Regions from separate parts of the Zea mays genome. Here region 1 is linked to region 2. Evidence: chromatin contacts called from public Hi-C data. All regions are on one chromosome and are shown on one strand. Each heading gives the region's core, a stretch centred on a gene start, on an enhancer-like site or on the middle of the called end of the contact. The rest is flanking DNA. Distances are from core to core; before and after follow the strand shown. Region 1 overlaps LOC100274262. Region 2 holds the start of LOC100285944 (glutaminyl-tRNA synthetase).

Evidence for each region. Hi-C and Micro-C count contacts between places; a contact is called where the count stands out from the background.
Region 1: a Hi-C map of tassel shows a contact between it and region 2, with 2.2 times the contacts expected there. The contact joins the enhancer-like site here to the promoter of LOC100285944 in region 2. A contact is called at or near these places in 2 of 25 Hi-C or Micro-C datasets (ear and tassel).

Annotation. Positions count from the first base shown.
Region 1 is chr8:23,260,001-23,262,773 of Zm-B73-REFERENCE-NAM-5.0, forward strand. It overlaps LOC100274262, which reads right to left. Exons shown (of 11, transcript NM_001148626.1): 11 at 2,437-2,773. Among protein-coding and RNA genes, the nearest start is that of LOC103634943, 3.4 kb to the left of the region's middle. Within about 2 kb of position 1,496, at least 17 of the 20 cell types and tissues checked have an H3K27ac peak or open chromatin away from gene starts, as enhancers often do. A contact at or near this core is called in ear and tassel, where this site is marked.
Region 2 is chr8:22,400,935-22,403,634 of Zm-B73-REFERENCE-NAM-5.0, forward strand. It overlaps LOC100285944 (glutaminyl-tRNA synthetase), which reads left to right and starts at 1,371. Exons shown (of 22, transcript NM_001158833.2): 1 at 1,371-1,694; 2 at 2,299-2,346; 3 at 2,433-2,504; 4 at 2,639-2,700. The coding sequence starts at 1,551. LOC100856985 reads left to right here. Exons shown (of 9, transcript XM_035961636.1): 9 at 1-196.

The sequences.
Region 1 (2,773 bases), core at 246-2,745, 860 kb after region 2:
TAGTTCAAATCCAACTTTTTTTTTGGTTCAAATCTAGAGAGGGGGTTACGCACTGGATAAGGAGGACAGGTAGAGAGATACGGAGGGAGGTCTGGGGGGAAGACCGAAGACCAGGAGGATGTTCCTCGAGATTGGAGGGCGCTGCAGGTGCAGGGCAGACAAGGCAGCAGGTTTTTCATTCTTTTTACCTTGGATTTTTGAGAGGCGCGCACATCAACCAGGGTGCCAAAGCTAGGTTTATAAAATCAAGAAAGAAAAAACATCGGGTCGAAGACCCGCGGTGAAAGCGGATTTTTTTTTAATCGGCGATTAAAGGCGGCGATCCGTCATGCACGCACATCCCCGCGTCGCCACGCCGGCCGCGCGCATTGGTGGAAAGAAAACTGCCCAGGCTCAACCTTGCTGCTTTTTTACTGACAGATACTGTAGACCGCTCGTCGGTTGGACTCGATTTGAACCAGGGCTTCCATGGTGCTGACTGCTGAGTTTTGAGCCTCAAACCAGAGCATCAGCCGCCGCATGTTCTAAAACTGTATTCGTTTTTCTTCCAAAACCAAGAGTGCTCGAATGAAATTCAATTTTTATTTTTACCTTGGCCTGTCAGAAGCTACTATGGGGCGTGTTCGGTTGGCTGCAAGCCGACACTGTTGCAGCTGTTTGGACTGCTGCAGCTGCAATCTATAGAGAGAAAAATACTGTAGAAGCCGCAGCCGCAGCCGGATTGCAGCCGCAGCAAGCCGCAGCGAACAAGCTAATGAACTTGGGTCACAGACGACACACAAGATTATAAAACGGATGTCCTGTTTTTTTTATTCGTTAGTAGCTCTGGCGCACACACACACACGTGTGATATATATTTATTAGGACTACATCAAATCAAATGCAAGCACGGTTCGCGGGGCCTCGCGCGCGAATATGCAAACGAATTCCATTATGAGGTCGCGGGTCCTTTCTTGTACACCCCATGATTCAGTGCTTGTTTCGGCGGTTAGTTCCTGGCCCCTCCAGTAATTGGGAACATCCTTATATAGTCTTTGTGGCAATGGCGCACACTAAGGCCATGGTTACATCTATGATTCTAACCGGGAACCCATTGGCACAGCAATGCCTTTGCGAGGAATCATGATCTAGGTTTTTCTTTCTTTTTGGTGAGCGTTCAACTAATATATTCTGGTAAAAAGAAATTCTAGAGAGAACTAATACACACAAAAAATACATTTCTTTCACACCAATAAGTGAGCCTAATGATTGTAGCCGTCGTCTCCAGAATCGTCGACTAAAAAAGCACCAGACATTTATGTTTGAATCTAACCAGAAAACGAACTGGCAGCCATTTATTGTTTTTCTTTTTTTTTTTGGTCCAACTGAGTAAGTATGCTGTACTTGGCAATGATGAGGTATTGGTACTAGAAAGTAGAAATACGGATACGGCGTACCCTACGTGTGGTCGGCCGAGCATCCAGCCCGGACCCTTTCAGGAGGAAAGTTGCAGGCTATCAGCTTGACAGCTGCAAGCCAACCCACTATTCAACACTGCTCCACATGGCGCTTGCCAAGACCACGCTTTCTCTCAAATCAAAACTCCAAAAGAGATCCTCCATGTTCTTCTTTCCTGTGACGAGAGGAGGCCAGGGATACCCCCATGCTTTGCCGAACATAAGAAAATGGAAAAGCTGGCCAAAGCTACAAAAGCTAGGGCTTGTCCTATCCCACTACCAACCACTTACTACCTGGGTCTGACGTGTCATGGCCTGGATATGCACGCCTTTTGTGTTCTCTAGACTATTCTAATAAACCAATAATCCACCCCCAACCCCAACCCCCCCCCCCCCCCCCCCCCCCCCCCCCCCCCCCCCCCCCCCCCCCCCCCCCCCCCCCCCCCCCCCCCCCCCCCCCCCCCCCCCCCCCCCCCCCCCCCCCCCCCCCCCCCCCCCCCCCCCCCCCCCCCCCCCCCCCCCCCCCCCCCCCCCCCCCCCCCCCCCCCCCCCCCCCCCCCCCCCCCCCCCCCCCCCCCCCCCCCCCCCCCCCCCCCCCCCCCCCCCCCCCCCCCCCCCCCCCCCCACCCCCAAGCCAGATGATCTTAGCAAGTGGGGCCCAGCTGTTGAACGTCCAACCTAACCCAGCTTTTGCACGGTAGTATTATTCTTAAATTTTCTAACACATCGCCAATCCTTCCTTTTACTAGGCAATCAGGCTTCTAAACAATAGCACCAAAACCAGACTTTTCCTCCACTTGATATAATGGTGGTGGCCATATCGAATGCTTTGGGGTTTTTTTAATTAGGGTAATCAGAGAGCACTAAGCATATTTAAGGCATAAATCAGCTAGGAAAAGCACCAGGCCTGGCAGACAACGAAATGGAACGGAGGGGAGCCAGGAAGACCTACCGTGCAGGCCACTAACACAAGAGAAAAAGGAGCGGAGGCGAACAAATTCCGGGACACCCCTGGCTCAGTGGAAGTGGATGCTGTCTGAATTGACTGCTGCTGCAGTCACAATGTGACAAAACATAGTCGGCAAATCATTACAGAAACCTCTGCATGGTAGTGAAATTCTATAATTCAGTATCAGACAGATTAGACAGAAATTGGTTGTGTGTGTGTGTGTGTGTTTTTCCGCCACAAAGTTTACTGGGCCTTAATTAAAAGGGAATAAGCAGTTCGCCGAATAATACAAGGCTCACGATACCCCCCTGAAGTGATTGCTGCTGACACACAGATGTCCGGTTCAGCGACAAAAAAGGGAGATGTCCCCATCCTTTGAGGCATATGG
Region 2 (2,700 bases), core at 121-2,620:
CGGCTTGACCTTACAAATCAGTGTTGTATGACTAATATAAAACTCTCTCTCTCTAAAGTAGCATAGTTCACCATGCAAGTTTTGTGTATTCATGGCAACATATCTGAAAGATTTAAGATTACTTCTACCTTGATTTTGTAGATATGAAATGTTGTTGTCATTGCACGAATCATTAATGACTTGATTTTGCTCTCTATATGCTATCTTAGAAGTTTCAGAGTTCATTGTTTGTCCGCAATTCGAAATTTACTGTTAGCTATTGTTCTTGAACATTCCTTGATTTTATTTCTTGAATATGCACCTGATTCATCTAATGGAGTCATGGAACCACAGTTTGTGCAACTATTTTGGATGACCGATTTTATTTCTTGTGTCGAACATTTGGCAATTAAGAAATAGAAGATTACTTCCCCAATATCCCTTCTTCCTAATCTCACCATTCACGTTCTTCTGGGGAACAATCACTTGCTATTACTGACTGACATGTCCACTCCTCATATGTCAGATATTGGTGTTGATATATATGTTGTTTGTTTCCATGTAATTGTTGTGCACTAACATTATCGAATAAATTGTACACCGTCGCAACGCACGGGCACTCAACTAGTTATAACTGAAATGCCGTGGAGAGAAACGGTGTTCTCTAACTCTAATCGAGTATAGTAATTATATATAACACAAAACACAAATAGCGTTTGCTGCGGAGTTTTGTTGCCCGATGCCTGTTTTTAATGTTCTCGAATATTTATCGTCCGCCTGTTCATATTTAACCTAAAACACGATAAAAAAAACCCGAAAATGGTATATGATCTATGTTGTGCGATGGCAGCCTCCACTGCAGCGACCTTGGCTCTGCTATCTCGTGACACTAGATAATTACTAAAAAGCATAATAGAATTAGATTGGTCGTTGTAACGGAATCCTGGCCCATTGTTACATGGGCCCTGCCAGAGAATTTGGCCGACGCGAAGCACGTTTTCGCTTCAGCAAAACCAGTATCATGGCTCCATCAGTCGCTTTCAGCTTCCGTAGCACTCTGGACGTGACGTGAGGCGAGAGATTCTCGCGACGTGGTGTGGTGGATGGATTCTAGAATCCGGTTCCGCGCCGATGGATTCCGTATTTCCGTGGCAGCCAAGTGAAGCAAAGGTCAGCTACTCCCGTCCCGCGTGGTATGTAAAAAACGTAGCAGCAGTATCTTGGAACTCAAGTTTCCGTCTGCTCGAAGACGAACGTAAACGGAAAGCGGAAGCCGACGGAATCCGTCGCACGCCGTGACGCTGACGCACGCCGGCACGCCGCACGCGCTAATGGACCCGGCCCCCCTGTACAAGTGGGCCTCGATATATATCACTGGGTGCTCTTCACTTGGGTTTAATCCAACAATCCAAACCACCCACACCACACCACCCTGCTCTTCACGAGCTCCTCCACTCTGTTCTTCCCCGCCGCTCCACTGCGCCCTTCCTCCCGCCGGGATCCTAAACCCTAGCCCCTAGGGAGCGGGAGAGGCTGCTGCTGCTGCTGCTACCGCGGCGGCGCCGGAGGGGATGGGCACCGGGGGAGACGGGAGCAAGGCGGGCCCGGCGCTGCCGCTCGAGGCGCTGCTGGCGCTCGGCCTCGACCAGCGCACCGCCGAGAACGCGCTCGTCAACGCCAAGGTCACCGCCAACCTCGCCTCCGTCATAGCCGAGGTGAGCCCTCGCCGTCCGCTCGCGTCTCGCCGCACTGGGTGTCTCTGATTTTGGTCGCGTCTCGGCGGGTCTAGCGTTGGTGCGGAGTTCTGGAGAGGGGGTCTGATTTTGGTTATGCTAACCTGTGCCACATGGTGTAGAGAAATCTGCCGTTGTAATTCCGGATGCAGAGTATCTGCCCAAGTGTTTGATGCGCCCTGTAAATGGTATACGATGCCAGGATCCGTGCTGGCTGCTGCACAATCTAGTTCCTCCCAACTCCGACCGTTACTAGATCGTACAGTAGCGTAGCGTGCAATTTTGGTTCCTCGTTCTGCAAGCCTGCTGCCTAGTTCACACGTTCTATTGCAGCTCCATTTTGTCCGTGCTCGCTTAATTTCGTCACTGCGACATCTGATATCGGCTTCATGCTTGCTCAGAAGTCACATAGGAATTCAGACATTATATATCTAGTTTTTTTACTGTTCCCTTATCCACTGACTTATCCTAGCTTAAGCCTCGCTGTGATCAAATTACTATTTTAACATTTTGTTGCACTGACAATCTCTTCAAAATGTACCGCCTCCTCCCGTTAGATTAACTGGTCTTGTTTGCCTGCCGACAGGCTGGTATAAAGGAATGCGACAAGTCAGTCGGCAATCTTCTGTATGCAGTAAGCACCTAGACCAATGGAACATGAGAAAGGTATAAGTTGACGATTTTTTCTTGTGTAACTCAACTTACTCATGTGTGAAACAGGTCGCCACCAAGTACCCAACTAATGCACTTGTTCACCGTCCTGTCCTTATTAGCTATGTCTTGTCAACAAAGGTAGATCCTTAACCCTTTACCCCTCTCCATTCTTGACTTCTACGAGTTGATTTTGCTGGTGCGGACAAAGTGTTTTCCTTGTTTCACCTTCTCATTGCCTTGATGGTGTGAACATTAAAATTTTCTCTTTGCAGATAAAGAACCCCGCACAGCTAGATGCTGCTCTGTCATTTCTTACTAATACTGGTCCTGATTC